3 separate regions of the Mus musculus genome follow, and all the other regions are linked to region 1. Evidence: chromatin contacts called from public HiChIP or PLAC-seq data. All regions are on one chromosome and are shown on one strand. The core of a region is the stretch at or near the end of the contact, and the rest is flanking DNA. Distances in the headings are between cores, read along the strand shown. Region 1 holds the start of Zwint (ZW10 interactor). Region 2 holds the start of Rab36 (RAB36, member RAS oncogene family). Region 3 holds the start of Gnaz (guanine nucleotide binding protein, alpha z subunit).

Region 1 (3,180 bases), core at 234-2,733:
TCTGCTCAGTGTCCTCCTGAGCCAGAAAAGTCTGTAAGAAGTTCACTACTTGAAGCTGGCTACAGAGCAGTTTGTCTTTCTTCCGCGAGTTCTGTTTACCGTGGGGACAGAAGCAGGGATTAGTCTTCCCTTCTGATACTAGAGACCAGCCATTTTGTTCTTCCCCATTGCTGCCCACTATTTCAAGAGGCTATCCCAGGACCAGCCCCGCCCCCTGTCTTCTGAAACGCTGGGTCCCACTTTGCACATACATACCCTCATAAACTCCTCCATGATCTTGGCAGGCAGCTCTGCTTCTTCCTGCAAGCCTACAGGTTCTAGAATGGCTGCTGCCTCAGCCAGAACCCTGTAAGGCATGAGTGAGATTGTGCTATGGTACCACACGAGCTCGAAGGAACATATGCAGTGGCATCTATGTCAGGAGGGTGCCAATGCTCAGAGGCTACCCAAGGGTCTTAAGGGACTTTAGGCTGAGATCAGAAACACCATGTACCTGGACAACATACAGTAGCAACTAAGCGCCATGAGGAAATCACCTGAAATACTGGAGGATAGGGACTGTGCAGACATGACTACATGTTTAAATAGGGGGGGTCACAATGGGTAAAAACTCGATGAATCCGTCTGAAAGCAGCAGGGGCATATATACAGAAACAGAGAAAAGCCAAAGTTCAGGCAAGCCTTGGAAGACATGCTAGTAATGGCTGATCTCAGAACGTATGATGTGTAACCCACCCAGCCTTTCCAGATTGGCTGGAACAATCCACTAGAGGACAGAGATACAGATAAAAAAATACTAAAGAAGAAGGTTGTGACAGAAGGTCCTAGAATGGTAAAGGGTTGGTTACGACATCTGTAATGGAGCTGGCTTTTTTAGAATACTACGCCACAGGGCTCAGGGTGGGTGAGGTAATGTCCCTCAAAGGCAGCATCCGACATAAGGTGACCTACGTCAGCCATCCAGATGTATCACTCCGCATACAGAAAGAAGTCCCTGCTTAGTCATACCCCTGCAGCAGAATGCCACAAAGACCCTAATAGGCATCATTCCAAAAAAGAGACGTTGTCACACAGTCAAATTCTGCACTCCTGAATTGAGGCGACATCAACCCTCAAAGGCCACACTCATGGAGTAGGATGACAGTCTTTTCGGGCTGCATTATCTTTTCTAATTGAAACTGCTCCTCGGGGCCTACACTCCAGAATCCAGGTGACATCGTCTCTTAGGGCCCGCACTCCTCAGCTAGGGTGACAAGATCCCTCAGAAGTCGCACTCCTGAACTAGGGCGCCACTGTCCCTCCGCCGCCACTGCCCGAGCCGCCGCCCCAGGCCCTCGCCTTCCACACTCACTCTTTCGTCGCAACAGCGTTGTTTTTCTCCGCAACAGCGTTTTTCTCCGCGTCCGCCATCGTTCTGTCGCTCACCACGCCTTTGGATTCTCCTGGACTGCCCGCCTAGGTCGAGATTGGTTTCTGGGTAAGTGGGCAGGACTTTAAATGACGTCACCTCTTTTCATTGGCCGGAGTCGATTCCGGTCCCGCCCCCGTACGCAAGCGTAGGCGGTTTTTCGGTTCTGGGGGCTGGCTGGAGGTTCTGAGCCTGCGCAGTAGGAAGCACTGATAGCTGAAGGCCAGACAGTGAGAAAGCAAAATTTGGTGGGTGCAGACACCGGAAAAAGGCTATTATCTGTTCCAGTAGTCACGCTTTCCTATTAAATGTACTGCTGCGGAAGAAAGGAGGTGGGCCTCTCCTCCACGACGCTGAAGAATACTGATCTTATAAGTAAATACTATATGAGTTCAAAACATTGTGCTTTTAAAGACCTTAATCAGAGATCCCAGTTGGGTCTCTTGTGTGGACAAGTCCCAGCTGAAACTGAGGGTGGGCGTTGGTCGCCAGAGTGCAGGAGGGAGAGAAAGAAGGCTGCACCTAGAGAACCCAGAGCCAGCAGCTTTCTGAAATACTCTGCTGAATCCTGAGCTGTATCTGAGGAAATTTCCTGAAGGGAATTTTAAAGATGCTTTGGAGATTAAAGCAGAGTCGATATTAGATACCATTTTCACAGATTGGTATTGAAGAATGCCTACTCAATGGTGAGCAGATACACCACTGAGAAGTGTCGCCTTGCGACTGGCAATAAATAACCCTACCTACGTTGAGCACTGCTGTGGCACCATCTAACAGATTAAAGGAATGAGGCCTTAACAATCCCTTAAATGTGAGACCAACTAGACTGCAATAATGAAGATGAGGTTACAAAAAAAAAAAAAAAAAAAAAAAAATCACCAAGCAGTAGGTTCGGCTTACAATTCCTGATCTTTGCTTAGTCATTCCCAGGCATGACTAAAAGAAAATTCATTATTAGATGAATAAGTCACTGTTTAGAACAGAAATGGATGTTAAGACATCAGACAAGCAGAACATCTTTGTGTTCCAGAGAAGGAGTAAACAGAAACCAAGATGTGCTACAGATGTGGGCAAGAGGAACTCTCATGTTACTGCTGGGTGTGTTTTGAAAACAATGTTTCCTCAAAGGGTTAAACATAGAATTACTGGATGATCTATAATTTTCCAAGTATAATTACAAAGGAAATTAACATATAAACACAAAAATGCACACAACACACGAAATCTGTAAGAGCCAAAAGTAGAACAAACCTGTCATGACACAAGGAATGAGAAGAACTACTGTAAATGGAATACAAATTTATAATAACCAAAAATGGGGTATTATTGTATGGGAATCTAGCAATGAACCTTGAAAAAATGAAGCCAGGTAAACAAAATTGCAGATTTGATTCTTTCTTTCTTTCTTTCTTTCTTTCTTTCTTTCTTTCTTTCTTTTTCTTTTTTCTATCTTTCTTTCCTTTTTTTTTTTTTTCCTTGTGTTTTTCCAGACAGGGTTTCTCTGTATAGTTCTGGCTGTCCTGGAACTCACTCTGTAGACCAGGCTGGCCTCAAACTCAGAAATCTGCCTGCTTCTGTCTCCCAAGCACTGGGATTAAAGGCGTGCACCACCACTGCCCGGCCTGATTATTTCTTTTATGTAAAATATACAAATAAGGCAAATCAATGAAAGCAGAGAGTGAATTAATACTTGACCAATAGATAGGAGAGGGAAGAGAAAGTAAGGTAAGGAGAAATCATTGAGAGGAACTGGAAAGGCATAGTGTCTTTTA
Region 2 (3,180 bases), core at 217-2,716, 2.4 Mb before region 1:
TCACCCCAGCATTTCAGAGAGGGAGGCGGGAGGATTGGAACTTTAAGGCTCATCTGGAATACATAGTGAACTCCAGGTGCTTCTGGGATAGTAGAGATCTTTTATCAAAGCTATCCAGACCCAAACAAAACAAAACAAAACAAAACAACAAAGGTGTTCTAATGACTGTACCTTAGGGAAGCTGGTGATGATGCGGTCCTGGCTCACAGGGGGCCCCAAAGGGGTCCAAGAGGACCTCATTCTTCCAGTGTTCTGCAGACTCAATCAGTGGGGTAAAGAGTATTACATAAAACATGCAAGACGTAGTTTCTGCATTATGGCCCAGTCGGTCGGACTAGAACAGATTATGCTAGGTGTCACATGATCAAACAGAATTCTGAATGGGCTAGTTTTCCAACAAAACAAGAGATCTTTGGGACTTCTGTGGGAAGTCAAGGGGACCAGTCAACCTGAGCTGGCATGAATTATCCTCCAATTGAAGTAACTTTGAAATAACCAATTTGCTTTTTACTATTTTTACTCTCCTTCCTTTTTCTGTCTATAAAATCAAACTCCTACCCACGTGCAGTCGTGATACGGGTCTATACAGTCAGCACTTGGGAAGCAGAGGCAGGAGGGTGATGGGTTCCGGAGTCCTTCCATGACACACTGAGAGCCTGTCACACCAAGAGACTCAAACGGAGCCAAGCAAAACAAGACAACACTCAAGTTTATTTCACAGGATGAAGTGTTGCCCAATTCTACATTCACAGAGTCAATTAGGGCAAAAATTGTTATATTTGTCTTTTAACAAGACCCAGGAAGCCATACAAGTTCTCAAAATGCACCTGTGACTTAAAACATATCTGGGTCTCCATCCCTACCACCATTGTTAGGCAGAGGCCATTCACGCTGTAGGCAGCACAGTGGAGGAAGGGCAGCCCATACCCCATCTTGCCGAGTCGGGAGGTGACCCCATGCCTAGGAAGAGGGGCTCCTTCTTTGCATTCACTTCCTTGGCATGTGGGAGGTATTAAAAAAACAAACAATCCAAAAACCAAACCAAACATACAAAACCCAATCCTGGCTATGGAATAGAGTAGGGAGGGGTCCCTTGCCCTTAGTCTGTTGGAGTCTCTGAGTGAATTTAGGTTCTAGCCACTTTCCCTGCCCTACATCACCCAGAATCTACCCCACCACCACTCCTAAATCTGCTGTCCTCTTCTGACCTGGCTCCTGCAGAGGCCTGGCCCAGGATGGACGCTCACTGAGGAAGACCAGGCCTGCAGGCCACACTCAGGCTTGGGGGTAGGTGGAGGGCAGGGGGCTTGACAGCCTCAGGACCATAACCTCCAGGACGCGTCTGCAGCCGGGAGGGTGAGAGGACTCACCAAGCTGCAAAGACCAGGTTCCGGCGCGCAGGCCGCTGCAAATCACCACAGCAACAGTGGCCTCGCGGGACTGGCTCGTAGCTCCCGAATCCCGACGTCGGGGGCGGGGTCTGGACCCTCCTCCAGTCCTCCGATAACGCTGGCACGAGGCCCTCGCGGAGTCATCACCATAGCAACGAGAGCCTCCCGGGACCTCGAGCTTTGCACTGCTTGCTCAGAGACTTCCGGACTCCACTGCAGCGCCCCGGGCTCACCATGACAACCAAAGCGTAGATGAGCAGGCGGGGCCAGAGCGTGCGGTTGGCTCAAGGTTCACTCTTGCTACTTTGGTGGGTCGGGTCGTGACGGCCTCCCGAGAAGGAGTTATGATATGGCACTGAAGCCCTGCATCTTCCCTGCTGCAAGGGAAGGACACGCCTCACGCCTACCATCTGCCTTACTGCATCCGTTTGAATTTAATGCTTTTTGGAAATCGTGCCTGGCTTCTGGAGTGCAGGCTGAAAAATTAATTTCCTCGGTTAATGGATGTTTAAAAAGCGACTCAAGTTACTGTGCTCCTTCCAGCTAGTTTCTGTTGAAAAGCAAGGTGTGGAGGATAGGATGTATTCCAGAGGCCTTATAACTCTTATCAGAACTCTTACCAAAATTGAAAAGTTCAGGTTTCCCAACTCTGTTCTCTCTCTCTCTCTCTCTCTCTCTCTCTCTCTCTCTCTCTCTCTCTCTCTCCCTCCCTCCCTCCCTCCCTCCCTCTCTCTCTCTGACAAGAAAACTAAAAGCCTCATTCAAAAAGATTTGCCTAGCGAGTTAGAAATAGAATTGAACCCAGATTTTCTGACTCCCAGCCCAGGGGGTATTCACACTTTCTTAAAATAAAACTAGGGCAGTGTGGGCTAGAGAGGCCCTTTGTGAAGGACAGCGGCAGGTAGATTTCTAAGTGTGGTACTGGATCCTTGGTAGATCTATTTCAATTGTCTTTAATGCAACAGGAAGTATTCTTATGCCTTTGCTTGAGACCTTTGTTGAATGATTTGATTTCTTTCTGTACTTTATGTATATGGGTACTTTTGTCTGCATGTACATCTGTACAGAAGACGGCATCAGACAGTTGTAAGCTGTGCTGCCATGTGGGTGCTGGGAATTTAACTCAGTATCTTCAGAAGAGCAGTAAGTGCTCTTACTCACTGAGCTATCTCTCACCACCACCATCACACACACACACACACATTGGAAACAGGGTTTTTCTGTATAACAAACCTGGCTGTCCTAGAACTCTCTCTGTAGACCAGACTGGCCTTGAACTCAGAGATTCTGAGATCTGTCTGTTTCAGCCTGCCAAGTGCTCTGATTAAAGGCTTATGCCACCACGGCCTGGCAAGTGGTTCCACTTCTAAGGCCTCAAGTTTAAAGGGTCCTATATCTCCAAAGCTCAGGTTACTCAGCTTTTAAAGGGCCCCGATAAGGTTAAGGGTTTCTTGTGAGGATGCTGCTGCTGGAGACTTGAGTTCTTGTAGCACAGAAGTAATAGAGAGGAGACCGGGGTGTGTGCAGGATCGGCAGGCAAGGCTTTTTATGGCTAAGGAGTGGGGATGGGGCAGGACTGGTAGACCCGTTTTTCTCCTGGAACAAAATGAGAAACAGGCCTATGTTGATTTGCCAGGGTGGGTTAGACACAGATGATGGTCGCCATGCTGACAGAGCTCCCCTGTAGTCTTTTTAAAAACTGCTTGTAGCAAGCCCTCGTGTAGTCTAGGCAGACCCCAAATTTTCCATGATAGTGGCTGTGAACTCCTGATCCTGTTGCCTCCTTCCC
Region 3 (3,180 bases), core at 342-2,841, 2.3 Mb before region 1:
CTCCCTCCCTCAATATCCCTCCCCTGCTCCTTCCCAACCCAGCCAGCTGCCCAAGTTCCTGGGCCTCTCCATTCATTCTCTTCCCTCTGCCCACATTGCCCATTCTGACCCTGCCCGTGTCCTTCAAGCTCCAGTTCAAACGTTACATTGCCCATAGGCAGGTCTGACCTGAGCCCGGGGTATCTCTCTCCCAGGCCCCTCCCAAGCCCCCCTGCACTGCACCGAAGGAAGGCCTGGTTATCAGAGCACAGCCCTATTTCCCCCTGAGGAAGGTGAATCAGTCCTGGGAGGGCTGGCCCAGTCCACTCCCACCCTTCCACCTTAGCACAAGCCCTAGGGGAGCCAGTACTCAGTAAATGTTTGCTTAATTGAATCTGGCCAAGCAGCTTCCTCTAGACAGGGGCCAGGTTAGCAGACCTAGATGATGATTCTCAGCGCTAAGAAACCACTTGGGCAGAAAAGAGTGTCAAGGCTCAGGGTCCTGCCCCAATCTCCTCCACAGACAAGGCGACATCGTTACCAGGCTGGTCCCTCCACCCTGAGACTCACACTCCAGGGAACCCTGGTCTCACTTGGCATTGCTTTCCCATCCTCCTCTCTGTAACAGGATCCCCAATTCTCGGCCTAGGCAGATTCCTGCCATCCTCCATCCAGATAGGCTCAGCACCTCCCTAAAGGCAGAGCCCCCATAGATTCACCGCAGGATCCGGAGCAGAGGCCCTCACACCCCTCCCCAAACACCCCACCGCCTTTTAAGGGAAAAAATATTGAGCCAGGAACACATTACAATCGCAGCAGGTCGATACTCATCTCTGGCTCCAAATGCCTCCAAGGAACCTGCTCCGTTGCAAGAGCGATGACCGAGAACAGCGAGCTGTTGTACCGGGCCTCAGGGCCCTCTCTTCCCGTTTTTATTTTTTTATTTTTTTACCCAAGGCCAAGCTCCTGACACCTGCGGCTGCCTGTACCCCTGGACCCCCGGAGAGAGACCCCCCGCCTGGCGTCGCTCCTGCAGATCGCCCGCCTGCACTCCGCACCCGCTCAGGGCGTGCAGTGGTCCCACATCATCCTCTGCACCCCCTGCCCAATTTCGTCAGGTGGCAGCCACCCCTTCCAAGGGTTACTGGGCCGCCGCTCCTCCCTCCCAAGGCACCTGTCTGGGCCATAGCCACCCCCTGCCCACCTAGCAGACAACCCCACCCCTAGCGGGCTCTCCCACCCGGAGGGGCATCCCTGCCTCTGCACCCCTAGCCCTATAGATCTCGGGTCCCCAGCACAAAGGCCCCAGGCCCCGACCCGGGTGGGGGTGGGGTGCGCCCCAGCCGCGCCCCCAGCCCCGGGTTCAGCTGTGCGCGCCGGGGCCGCTGGTGCGCTCACTCACTCACCTCCCGGGCGCGGCTTCGTGCGTCGGTCGAGCTGCACCCGGCGGGGCGGGGCCGCGAGCGTAGGGCTGTGGCGCCCTGGTTCTGCACGAAGCGGGTGCCGGCGGCCGCGCGAGGACGTGACCGGTCCGCGGGTGGCACACACGCTCCGCCGCCCTGGCTCCCTCCTCCGCCCTCCCGCGCCGCCTGCAAGCGGGTCCACCCGCCCCGCACCGCGCCGCCGCCGGCAGGGGGCGGAGTCGCGAGCGCAGTCCGTTGCCAGGCCAACCGCGGGCGGGGTCTGCCGCTTGTCTGCCCCGCACCACGCGCTGCCGCCCGACCACTAGCTCCGGCTCGTTTTCCATTGGGCGATAACTGCCGACGGACGTGCGAGTAGTCCAATAACGACAGACAGGGGAGGGGCGCGGCTGTGCGCGCGCCGCCTTACCGCACGCGCTGCTGGCTCCAGCTACTGTGGCACTGCACTGCGCCGAGCCTTCCCGAAGCTACTTCTAGCATCTTGGGAAACCCACCTTCAGAGCAGTGTAGCCCCGGTTCCTTGCACGCTGGCTTTCCTGCCCTACCTCAAATGGGGTTCGAACTCAGCCCTGGCAACCTATTCTCCCACAATGTCTTTTTGCAAGGTGCTGTCGTCCAGGCTTCCTTGGATAATGTCAATAATCCTTTAGGGCGCGAGAAAACCCTGATGGGTTAAGCTGGAGAGATTTCGCAGCATATGGTTCGCCCTCTCTTCTGCTCTCCTTTTTTAGCATGTAGGGGCACTTCTGGGAGTCGACCCCCGCAACAGAGAGAAGCCGAAGGGTCCCAGATCAATGAAGCCCCTGACCTCTTTGGAAACTCCCCAGGAGACATCAGATCTTTGACAAACGAACCTAGCTGTGAGATTCTACTCTCATCAGGAGGAGTCCGTCTGTGGGTCTTGGCTGGTAGTACCTTACTCCTGTACAAGAAAGACTCAGGCCAGGTGCCACCACAATAGTGCCTCTCTGCCTTCTCCATCCTTGTAACTTTAAGCATATGTGCCTTAGAGCCCAGGATGAGATGGGGAGCCATGACGATAATGTTGGTGCTTGCCAGCTAGACGCTCCAGAGGCAGGACAACATCACACCACTTTCCGTGGGATTGTCTCAATTGTGCAGTGGCTGACTGTTGTACTGCATACCCCAGGTAGACAGCCCACCTGTGAAAGGGCTGCCTAAACTTTTAGGGATGGGACCAGGTACTGGTTATGGGTACTACTGAAGCCAGTCAAGACACCTGTCTTGCTACAGTGACCAATAAGGACCGAAGGACTTTTGCTAATGGCTAAAGAGCATTTCTACCAACTCATCCGGCTGTGCAGCCAGTCTGTCACTGGAACCTGGCTGAGAGTCAGTCTCCTAATCTGTCAAAAACTGTACTATCGACTCTTCAGAGGGTTAATGTATGTAGGAAATACACCTTAGCAAGTGATTTAGGCTGGGCAGAGGCAGTTTCTGCAGCAGGTTCAGGGGGCAGAGTTCATCCTTCTGCTGAGGGTAAAACCAATGTAGGAATTACATTTGACAGTTGAATTTGCAATGGAACTTACAATATTCCTGGCGAGGGAGCAGAGGCTAGTCCCTAGACAGTCTACCTGGGCTGGTTGGGGTCTGCTGGACCTGACACTGGCAACTACCACAAAGTGAGAGGCTTTTGTCTCATGTGGTCTTTTACTGGTGGCCTCCACACTTTGCATACTTATAGCATATAGCTCTCACCTTTTTAGAAGGGTGAGGTGGGAGTGGGTGAGTGGGGGTGGGGGAGGGGGTGGGAGTG

What was found. HiChIP or PLAC-seq counts read pairs in DNA pulled down with a chosen protein or histone mark.
Region 2: a contact with region 1 is called in an H3K4me3 HiChIP or PLAC-seq map of stem cell-derived neural progenitor cells, with 10 times the contacts expected there. The contact joins the promoter of Rab36 here to the promoter of Zwint in region 1. A contact is called at or near these places in 2 of 115 datasets of contacts at active chromatin or transcription factors (astrocytes and stem cell-derived neural progenitor cells).
Region 3: a contact with region 1 is called in an H3K27ac HiChIP or PLAC-seq map of cardiomyocytes, with 16 times the contacts expected there. The contact joins the promoter of Gnaz here to the promoter of Zwint in region 1. A contact is called at or near these places in 1 of 39 promoter capture datasets (pre-B cells) and 1 of 115 datasets of contacts at active chromatin or transcription factors (cardiomyocytes).

What each region holds. Positions count from the first base shown.
Region 1 is chr10:72,653,149-72,656,328 of GRCm38.p6, reverse strand. It overlaps Zwint (ZW10 interactor), which reads right to left and starts at 1,483. Exons shown (of 8, transcript NM_001293683.1): 1 at 1,352-1,483; 2 at 256-346; 3 at 1-91. The coding sequence starts at 1,410.
Region 2 is chr10:75,035,512-75,038,691 of GRCm38.p6, reverse strand. Rab36 (RAB36, member RAS oncogene family) reads right to left here and starts at 1,466. Exons shown (of 10, transcript NM_001359272.1): 1 at 172-1,466. The coding sequence starts at 240.
Region 3 is chr10:74,965,588-74,968,767 of GRCm38.p6, reverse strand. It overlaps Gnaz (guanine nucleotide binding protein, alpha z subunit), which reads right to left and starts at 1,591. Exons shown (of 4, transcript NM_010311.4): 1 at 1,386-1,591. All of the region lies in intron 4 of Rsph14 (radial spoke head homolog 14 (Chlamydomonas)), which reads left to right.